Regions from separate parts of the Sus scrofa genome. Here region 2 is linked to region 1. Evidence: chromatin contacts called from public HiChIP or PLAC-seq data. All regions are on one chromosome and are shown on one strand. Each heading gives the region's core, a stretch centred on a gene start, on an enhancer-like site or on the middle of the called end of the contact. The rest is flanking DNA. Distances are from core to core; before and after follow the strand shown. Region 1 holds the start of RPL18A (60S ribosomal protein L18a). Region 2 holds the start of B3GNT3 (N-acetyllactosaminide beta-1,3-N-acetylglucosaminyltransferase 3).

The links. HiChIP or PLAC-seq counts read pairs in DNA pulled down with a chosen protein or histone mark.
Region 2: a contact with region 1 is called in an H3K27ac HiChIP or PLAC-seq map of alveolar macrophages. The contact joins the promoter of B3GNT3 here to the promoter of RPL18A in region 1. A contact is called at or near these places in 1 of 5 promoter capture datasets (fetal liver), 21 of 47 Hi-C or Micro-C datasets (alveolar macrophages, blood, embryonic fibroblasts and 10 more) and 2 of 2 datasets of contacts at active chromatin or transcription factors (alveolar macrophages and skeletal muscle).

What each region holds. Positions count from the first base shown.
Region 1 is chr2:59,904,157-59,907,938 of Sscrofa11.1, forward strand. It overlaps RPL18A (60S ribosomal protein L18a), which reads right to left and starts at 2,086. Exons shown (of 5, transcript XM_021083534.1): 1 at 1,895-2,086. JAK3 (tyrosine-protein kinase JAK3) reads left to right here and starts at 1,745. Exons shown (of 24, transcript XM_005654907.3): 1 at 1,745-1,900.
Region 2 is chr2:59,951,011-59,954,792 of Sscrofa11.1, forward strand. It overlaps B3GNT3 (N-acetyllactosaminide beta-1,3-N-acetylglucosaminyltransferase 3), which reads right to left and starts at 1,851. Exons shown (of 5, transcript XM_013987485.2): 1 at 1,658-1,851.

The DNA.
Region 1 (3,782 bases), core at 836-3,335:
TTGCCATTTCTAGGGCCGTTCCCGCGGCATATGGAGGTTCCCAGGCTAGGGGTTGAATCGGAGCTGTAGCCACCGGCCTATGCCAGAGCCACAGCAACTCGGGATCCAAGCCATGTCTGCGACCTACACCACAGCTTACAGCAACAGTGAGGCCATTGAGCGAGGCCAGGCATCGAACCTGCAACCTCATGGTTCCTGGTCGGATTTGTTAACCACTGAGCCATGACGGGAACTCCTCATTGGCATTTTCTTATTGTATTCTAGGAATTGCTTCTACAATGAAGATATTTGATCCACGACATGAGTTTACCATTGTTTCCAGTTTCTCTTGTGTATTCTTTGACAGGGTTTGTGGGCTTTTTGCTAGTACAAACTTTGAGAGGTTTGCACCACTCAAGTTTTTGATTTTTTGGGAGGCACATTCTGGGCTCCACCTCCTGGAATCTCCTAATGGAGCCATCACATGTCCCTCTCTGTGGCTGACGGTGCCACCTTTGTCCTGACCCTGTTTGCCTTCTGCTCATTCCCTACATTCCACAGTGACCATCCCACTGGAGTTTCGGGGCCCCAGAAACTCACTGTTTTTCCTGGAGGGCAGGAGCCTCCCTTTCAGGGCCAGGGTGGGTGTGCGTGTTTGCATTCCTCTCTGCTGAAGCCATCCAGGAAGTGAAACAAAAATGCTATGGCTAAGCCCCCATGCTGCACTTCCTGCCGCAAGCTTGCTGTGGCTCCCACTCTGCTGAGGACACAACCCATATCCCTTCCCTCTACCCTCAAGGCCCCACTGATGCCTCCAAACAAGTCTCAGCACAGCGTGTCCCTGCCACCCTCCCCTTCTCAGGAACACTGTGATCTTGTCCAGCTTTGCCTGGGCTGTTGCTCTGCCAGAACTCTCCACACATCCAGCTCACTCTCTGGCTAATCCTACTTGTCTTTGGATTTCAGTATCAAAGTCACTTTCTCCGGGAAGCCCTCCCAGACCAAATCTCTCCTAGCAGCCTGGCACCGAGGGCCACTGAAACACTTATTGGATAATCGCTTGTCATCTCCCCTACTAGACTGTTGGCTCCACCAGGAAGAGACCAGATCTACTCTGTCCCCTGCTGTGTCCCCAATGCCCTGCACACAGGAAATGGCTAATAAGTGTCTGTGAGCAACTGAAATCAATGAAATCTGTACCAAAGCTATTTTCGTGCCAGGGCTTGTGACAGGATTATACAGAGGAAAGTGTTCTCTAAAATCTATCTCCAAAGCTCTACTTTCTGGGGTGTGTATCCTGCAAAGAATACTGGCCTGGGTCTGACCTGGACACTGTCCCAGTCCCCTGCCTCTTCCACTCATGAGAGCCTAAGGGGTGTAAAAAAGCATCCATCAGGAATTCTCACTGTGGTGCAGCAGGTTAAGGAGCCAGTGTTGCCTTTGTGGCCGCAAGGGTTCAATCCCCAGCCTGGAGCAGTGGGTTAAAAGGATCTGGTGTTGGCACAGCTGTGGTGTAGGTCCTGCGCAGATCCAGCTTCATTCCTTTCCCTGGGTGCAAAATTAGTTCCTCTGGGTGACCAACCCACATATGCCACAGATGGGTAAACTGAGGCCCTAGAAGTCAGGATGTGCCCCCACCCCTGGTAAGACCTGGGCTCTTCTCTGTGCCATCACCCTTTCCCTTAGGTCTGGGGGCTCCAGCAGCCTGTCTGAGCAGGACTGCGTCTACAGAGGCTTCCGGAACTTTCTGCCCCTCCCTGCCACCGTCCCCCACATGGCCATGACTTTCGGTAAGTGACAGCGGCTCAGGAAGCCGAGGGGCCCACACAGGAAGGAGCGAGTGGGACTTTCCTCCTCTTGTTGCTGCCCCACGGTGGCGGCTCTGCCCGCCTGTGGCTGCCCCAGGGTCACCCACCTCCAGGTAAGACAGGTTAGAAACGGTGCCGCCACAGGGCTCTGGCTGGGGGTGGCGGGTGGGGGTCCAGGGAATCCGTGTGGTGGCTACAGACAATGCCAAGTTTGCCTTCCAGGCCTCTGAGGAAAGCTGCCAGATGTGCGCTGGGACTGCTGGCTCCGGCAAAGTGCTCCCCTCTCTGTGCCTTAATTTGTCCTCAGTGAAGTCCCAGCTCCCCAGACCTGAAAGAATCTTTGCGCATGCGCTCAGTACTGGGGAAGCTGTTCCCAGCCCCCAAGTTGCCAGGCCCCAAGCCGGAGCACTGGGTGACTAACCAGATGTCCCAGCATGTGGGACTTTTGGTGTTAAAACAGGGGCATTTTTCTGGGCCCCAAACACCACCTCTGACTTTCTTCCTCTTTTTTTTTTTAACTTTCGCTATTTAAGCAATCTTGTTTCTTTAAGATTTGTTTTAAACAAAATATGTGGTGTGTAATTCCATTTAGATAAGGTTGCAAAGTCAGGCAAGAGCAGGGCGACTGTTAGAAATAAGACTGTGGTTACTTCTGTGGGGAGTGACAGGGGCCCCAGAGCTCCTGGGCCTGGGCGTGTTCCAATTGCTGGTCTGGGAGCTGGTGACACTGGAGTGTCGCTGGTGGAAAGTTCTCTCTTCGCCATGCCCTCCTTCCCTGACGATGAGCGCCAAATCACTGTGCTAAGGGACCCTCCTATCTGGTTGAGCTGGCATTTGTCAAGTGCTTGCAGGACATGTTACCAAGGATTTGTGCCACTTAGTGTGGATTAAATGTGTTGACAGCCTTGGCTGGGCTCTGCAAACCCCCTCACCCAATCAGCTGGGAGCCAGCACATTCCACAGCTGAGAAAGTGGGAGCATTGCTGGGGTCACAAAGCTGGGATACGGTGGGGCTGGAATTTGAACCCAGAGTCTGGGGTTTTCATCTATCCCCTGTCTCCGGTTTATAATCTGGGTGTGTTAAAATCTCATTCATACTATCTATCCTCCCGCCATTAATTTGGAACATAGTTGTTGTTGGTTTTTTGGTCTTTTTAAAAGGGCCACACTCCCAGCATATGGAGGTTCCCAGGCTAGGGGTCTCATTGGAGCTACAGCCACAGCAATGCCAGATCTGAGCCACATCTGTGACCTACACCACAGCTCACGGCAATACCGGATCCTTACCCCACTGAGCAACGCCAGGGATCAAACCCACAACTTCATGGTTCCTAGTCAGATTTGTTTCCACTGCGCCACTATGGGAACACCTGGAACATAGTTTTTACCCAACATTCTCTTCTTCTTCTTCTTCTTCTTTTTTTTTTAGAGCCACACCTGTAGCATATGGAGATTCCCAGGCTAGGGGTCCAATCGGAGCTGTAGCTGCTGGCCTACACCACAGCCACAGCAATGTCAGATCAGAGCTGTGTCTGTGACTTATACCACTGCTCATGGCAATGCTGAATCCTTAACCCATGCTCGAGGCCAGGGAACAAACCAGCGTCCTCATGGATGCTAGTCAGATTTGTTTCCACTGATCCATGATGTCTCCTTTTTTTTAAAACTTGTTGTTTGCAAAGAGTTCCTTTTTTTTTTTTTTAAATCACTCAATGAATTTATTACATTTATAGTTGTACAACATCATCACAACCAAATTTTATAGCATTTCCATCCCAAACCCTCAGTGCATCCCCCCACCCCCCAACCTGTCTCATTTGGAAACCATAAGTTTTCAAAGTCTGTGAGTCAGTGTCTGTTCTGCAAAGAAGTTCATTGTGAACTTTTTTTAGATTCCACATGTAAGTGATAGCATTTGATGTTGGTGTCTCATTGTCTGACTGACTTCTCTTAGCATAACTTCTAGTTCCATCCATGTTGCTGCAAATGCCGTTA
Region 2 (3,782 bases), core at 601-3,100, 47 kb after region 1:
CCAGGGGCAGCCTCAAATCCAGTGAATGCCCCTCCCACCCCCACCCCCTGGCCCTGAATCCCAGATCTGGGTAACAGGGAGGCCCTGGTCTCAGGGGGTGGGGAGGGGAGAGGTGGGGGACAGTGATAGGGAGCCAGGTCTTCAGTTTCCCCATCTGAAAAGTTGCCATAAAAAAAAAATCTGATTCAGAGGGAAAGAAGGTATTATTATTAATAATAATAATTAACATTAATAAAATATTATCATCATTATTAATATATTTACAGTGATGGCTGATGTACCATAGGTCCTACTGAGTGGCCATAGCACTTACTATTTTCACTTTCACTGCATTTCTGTACCATGAGCCCCACTTGACACATTGTGAAATCAAGGCTCAGAAACCTACAGTTACTTGCTCCATGAGCCAGAAGCGCCCCCCCATCAAAAAAGCTTCTGCTGGCTAACACCTCGGACATCCTCCTGGAAGCCAGAAGGTCATGCCAACTCCCAGAGGAGAAAGAGAGGTGCATTCAGAAACCAGGAGCAACCAAAAGCAAGCACACAGCCAGGCATTGGCTGAACAAGGACTTGAATTCCAGAGGTACTGGTGAGCTGGGGTACCCAGGTTGGAATTTGGTCTAGCGCCTGGCAGGGCTGGGGGGTCAGTGGTGGTTCCCTCAAGAAACAATAGGAGTTCCCCTTGTGGCACAGCAGAAATGAATCTGACTAGTACCCATGAGGATGGGGGTTTGATCCCTAGCCTTGCTCAATGGGTTAAGGATCCCGAGTTGCCGTGAGCTGTGGTGTAGGTCACAGACTGGGCTCGGATCCCACGTTGCTGTGGCTGTGATGCAGGCTGTCAGCTGTAGTTCAGATTTGACCCCTAGTCTAGGAACCTCCATATGCTTCAGGTGTGGCCCTAAAAAAAGAAAAAAAGAAAAAAGAAACAATAATAAACCCAACCTGGGGAAGTTCCTGTCATGGCTCAGCAGAAACGAATCTGACTAATAACCATGAGGATGCAGGTTCAATCCCTGGTCTTGCTCAATGGGTTAAGGATCCCGAGTTGCCGTGAGCTGTGATGTACAGCTCCGATTTGACCCCTAGCCTGGGAGCCTCCATATGCTGTGGGTGCATTCCTAAAAACACCTAAAATAAAATAAAATAAACCGAACCTGGGAACCTGGGTGCCAGTCCTGCCCAGACCCTCCTAATCAGCAGGTTAACAATCTCAACAATAGCGACAACAGCAGTAATAATAAAGGGCAGCATGTACAAAGCGCCCTCCACTCCTCGATTGGGATCCCATCCTATCCCAGGAGGAGGGCGGGAGACCAGGGTCCAGGCTTGCTTCATCGTGTCCACAGCTGCGACGGGACAGAGCCCGGGATCAGGGATGCCACAGCCCCACATGGCCTCGGTGTCTCCCCACTCGCCAGGCATGAAAGAGGCTTCCCTTCCCGGTCAGAACTGAGTCGACCTTGGGACGCTGGTGACTACTACCATGGCTGAGGGCAACGGGGTTACTGAGACTCGGACTCCAGAATCTCCCTGCCTCTTCAGGGTACACGTTGCAGCAGATACCCGACCCCGGGGACTGGCCGAGACTTCCCAAGAGCCCCGACTCCGCCCGGCAACAGGGTTCCGCAGGTCCTCCGGGGCCCCCAATACTCACCTCCAGACAACCGTCCAACCTCCGACTCCGTATCCCAGCTCCACTCGGCTTGCAAGCAGGAGGAAAAGTTCCACCTGAGCGCGAGCACCCGCCCTTCCCGGCTTCGCTCCTTCCTTCCTGCCTCCCGCGGAGCCCCCCACTCCCCGCTGAGCCGAGTTTCACCAGTCGAAGTTGTCCCTCTGGCCCCTCCCTCCTTCCCTGCCCGACCCCGCCCCTTCCCCTCTACCGGCCAAACCGCGCCACTCTGGCCGCTTCTACCCTCCCCGGCTCCTGTCCGGGTTCAGGACCCCACTTGGGTCCCGCCCACAGCTAGGGAGTGAGCCCCCCGCGGGTGGAGATGTGCAAGCAGCGCCTTCCTATCCCTGGCACAGAGCCCCACGCAGGGTTGGTCCAACGTGTGTCTTCCATGAAGAAATGATTGAAAGGGGGGCTGAAGCCAGTGACTCTTGAGTGGGTTAGAATATTCCAGAACCTGAAAACCTGTCCTGAGCCCCCAGATATCGGGGTGCCATGGGCTGGCATTCGGAAAGGTGCAAGTCAGATTGGAAGATTCTTGGGTTTGGGGTTGCTGAAGATGGAACTCTGCCGGTGCCGCATCTGTCTCCAGAAGTTTCTAGCCTTGGCACGGTTAGAGTTGGGAGTTCTGGGGTGAGGTAAGATCCAGGTCCACAGATGAATTGAACCGTCGCCTGTATCCTCCTCCGTCGTCCGGAGGAGGAAAAGGGGCAGCTCTTGGCTGTGCCTCAGTTTCCTCGTCTGTGAAGTGAAGGAATTAAGACCCTGGTCCTCTAGCTGGGACAGACCTGGGGAGCAAGGGCAGTGCAGAGCGACCGCATAATCTGCACTGCCTTTCATGAGGCAGCGACATTACATGTCTGCATCAAATCGGGGCAGAGGCGCTGGCGTGCTCACTTTCTTGTGGGGACAAATGCTTGAACTTTGGAGCCCGTTGCCTGCTGGGCTGAAGTTCCCCTCCCATCCTGTGGGTCCTCCCCGACGCCCCTCGGGTTTCCTGGGTTCAGGAGCCCCATGTAAGAGCCTGTACCGAACACCGGATTTGGTGGGTGTGGCCCTACCCTTCTTCCTGCATTTCAGGAAGGGCCCCTTCCTACCTCGGTCCTCTGGCCAGTCCATAGGGGAACAAGAGAAAGGCCTAATACCAGTGCGGGGGAAGTGGGGGAGGCCCCGCTGGGAGCAGACCATCAGTGGAGGAAGCAGCTGGAATACCCAGACCTCCTTGCAACTGGAAACTGAGGTCTGACTCCTTCCATATAGGAGTCCTATATACTGCCCCCGCCCCAAACCTAGCCCCCGGGGTTCCTTCAAAAAAAGATTCAAGGCAGATTCTGGTGCTGGGAGGCCTGGGTTCAAATACAGACTAGAATTATATGACCCAGGAATTCCACTTCTAAGTATCCAACCAATGGAACCCCAAACAGGTGTTCAAACAAATCCTTGTACACTATGTTTATAGTGGCATCATTCACAGTCATCAAAAAGTGGAAACAGGAGTTCCTGTCGTGGCTCAGTGGTTAACAAATCCGACTAGGAACCATGAGGTTGCGGGTTCGGTCCCTGGCCTTGCTCAGTGGGTTAAGGATCCGGCGTTGCCATGAGCTGTGGTGTAGGTTGCAGACGCGGCTCGGATCCCGCGTTGCTGTGGCTCTGGCGTAGGCCGGGGGTTACAGCTCCGATTGGACCCCTAGCCTGGGAACCTCCATATGCCGCGGGAGCGGCCCAAGAAATAGCAACAACAACAACAAAAGACAAAAAAAAAAAAAAAAAAAAAAAGTGGAAACAACCCAAGTGTCCATCAATGGCTGGGTGGATGAATAAAATGTGGTCCATCCCTACAGTGGAATATTACTCAGCCATAACAAGGAATGAAGCACCAACACACTACAACGCAGAGGAACCTCAAAAATATTATGCTAAGAAAGGCCATATGGTGTATGATCCCATTTATATGAAATGTCCAGGACAGGCCAGTCCATAGAGTCAGCAGAATGGTGGTTATCAGGGGCTGGAGTGATCTGGGGAATGGAGAGTGACAGCTAATGGGGACTGGTTTCCTTTTGGTGTGATGGGAATGCTCTGGAACTAGTAAGAAGTGCGGTTGCACAAT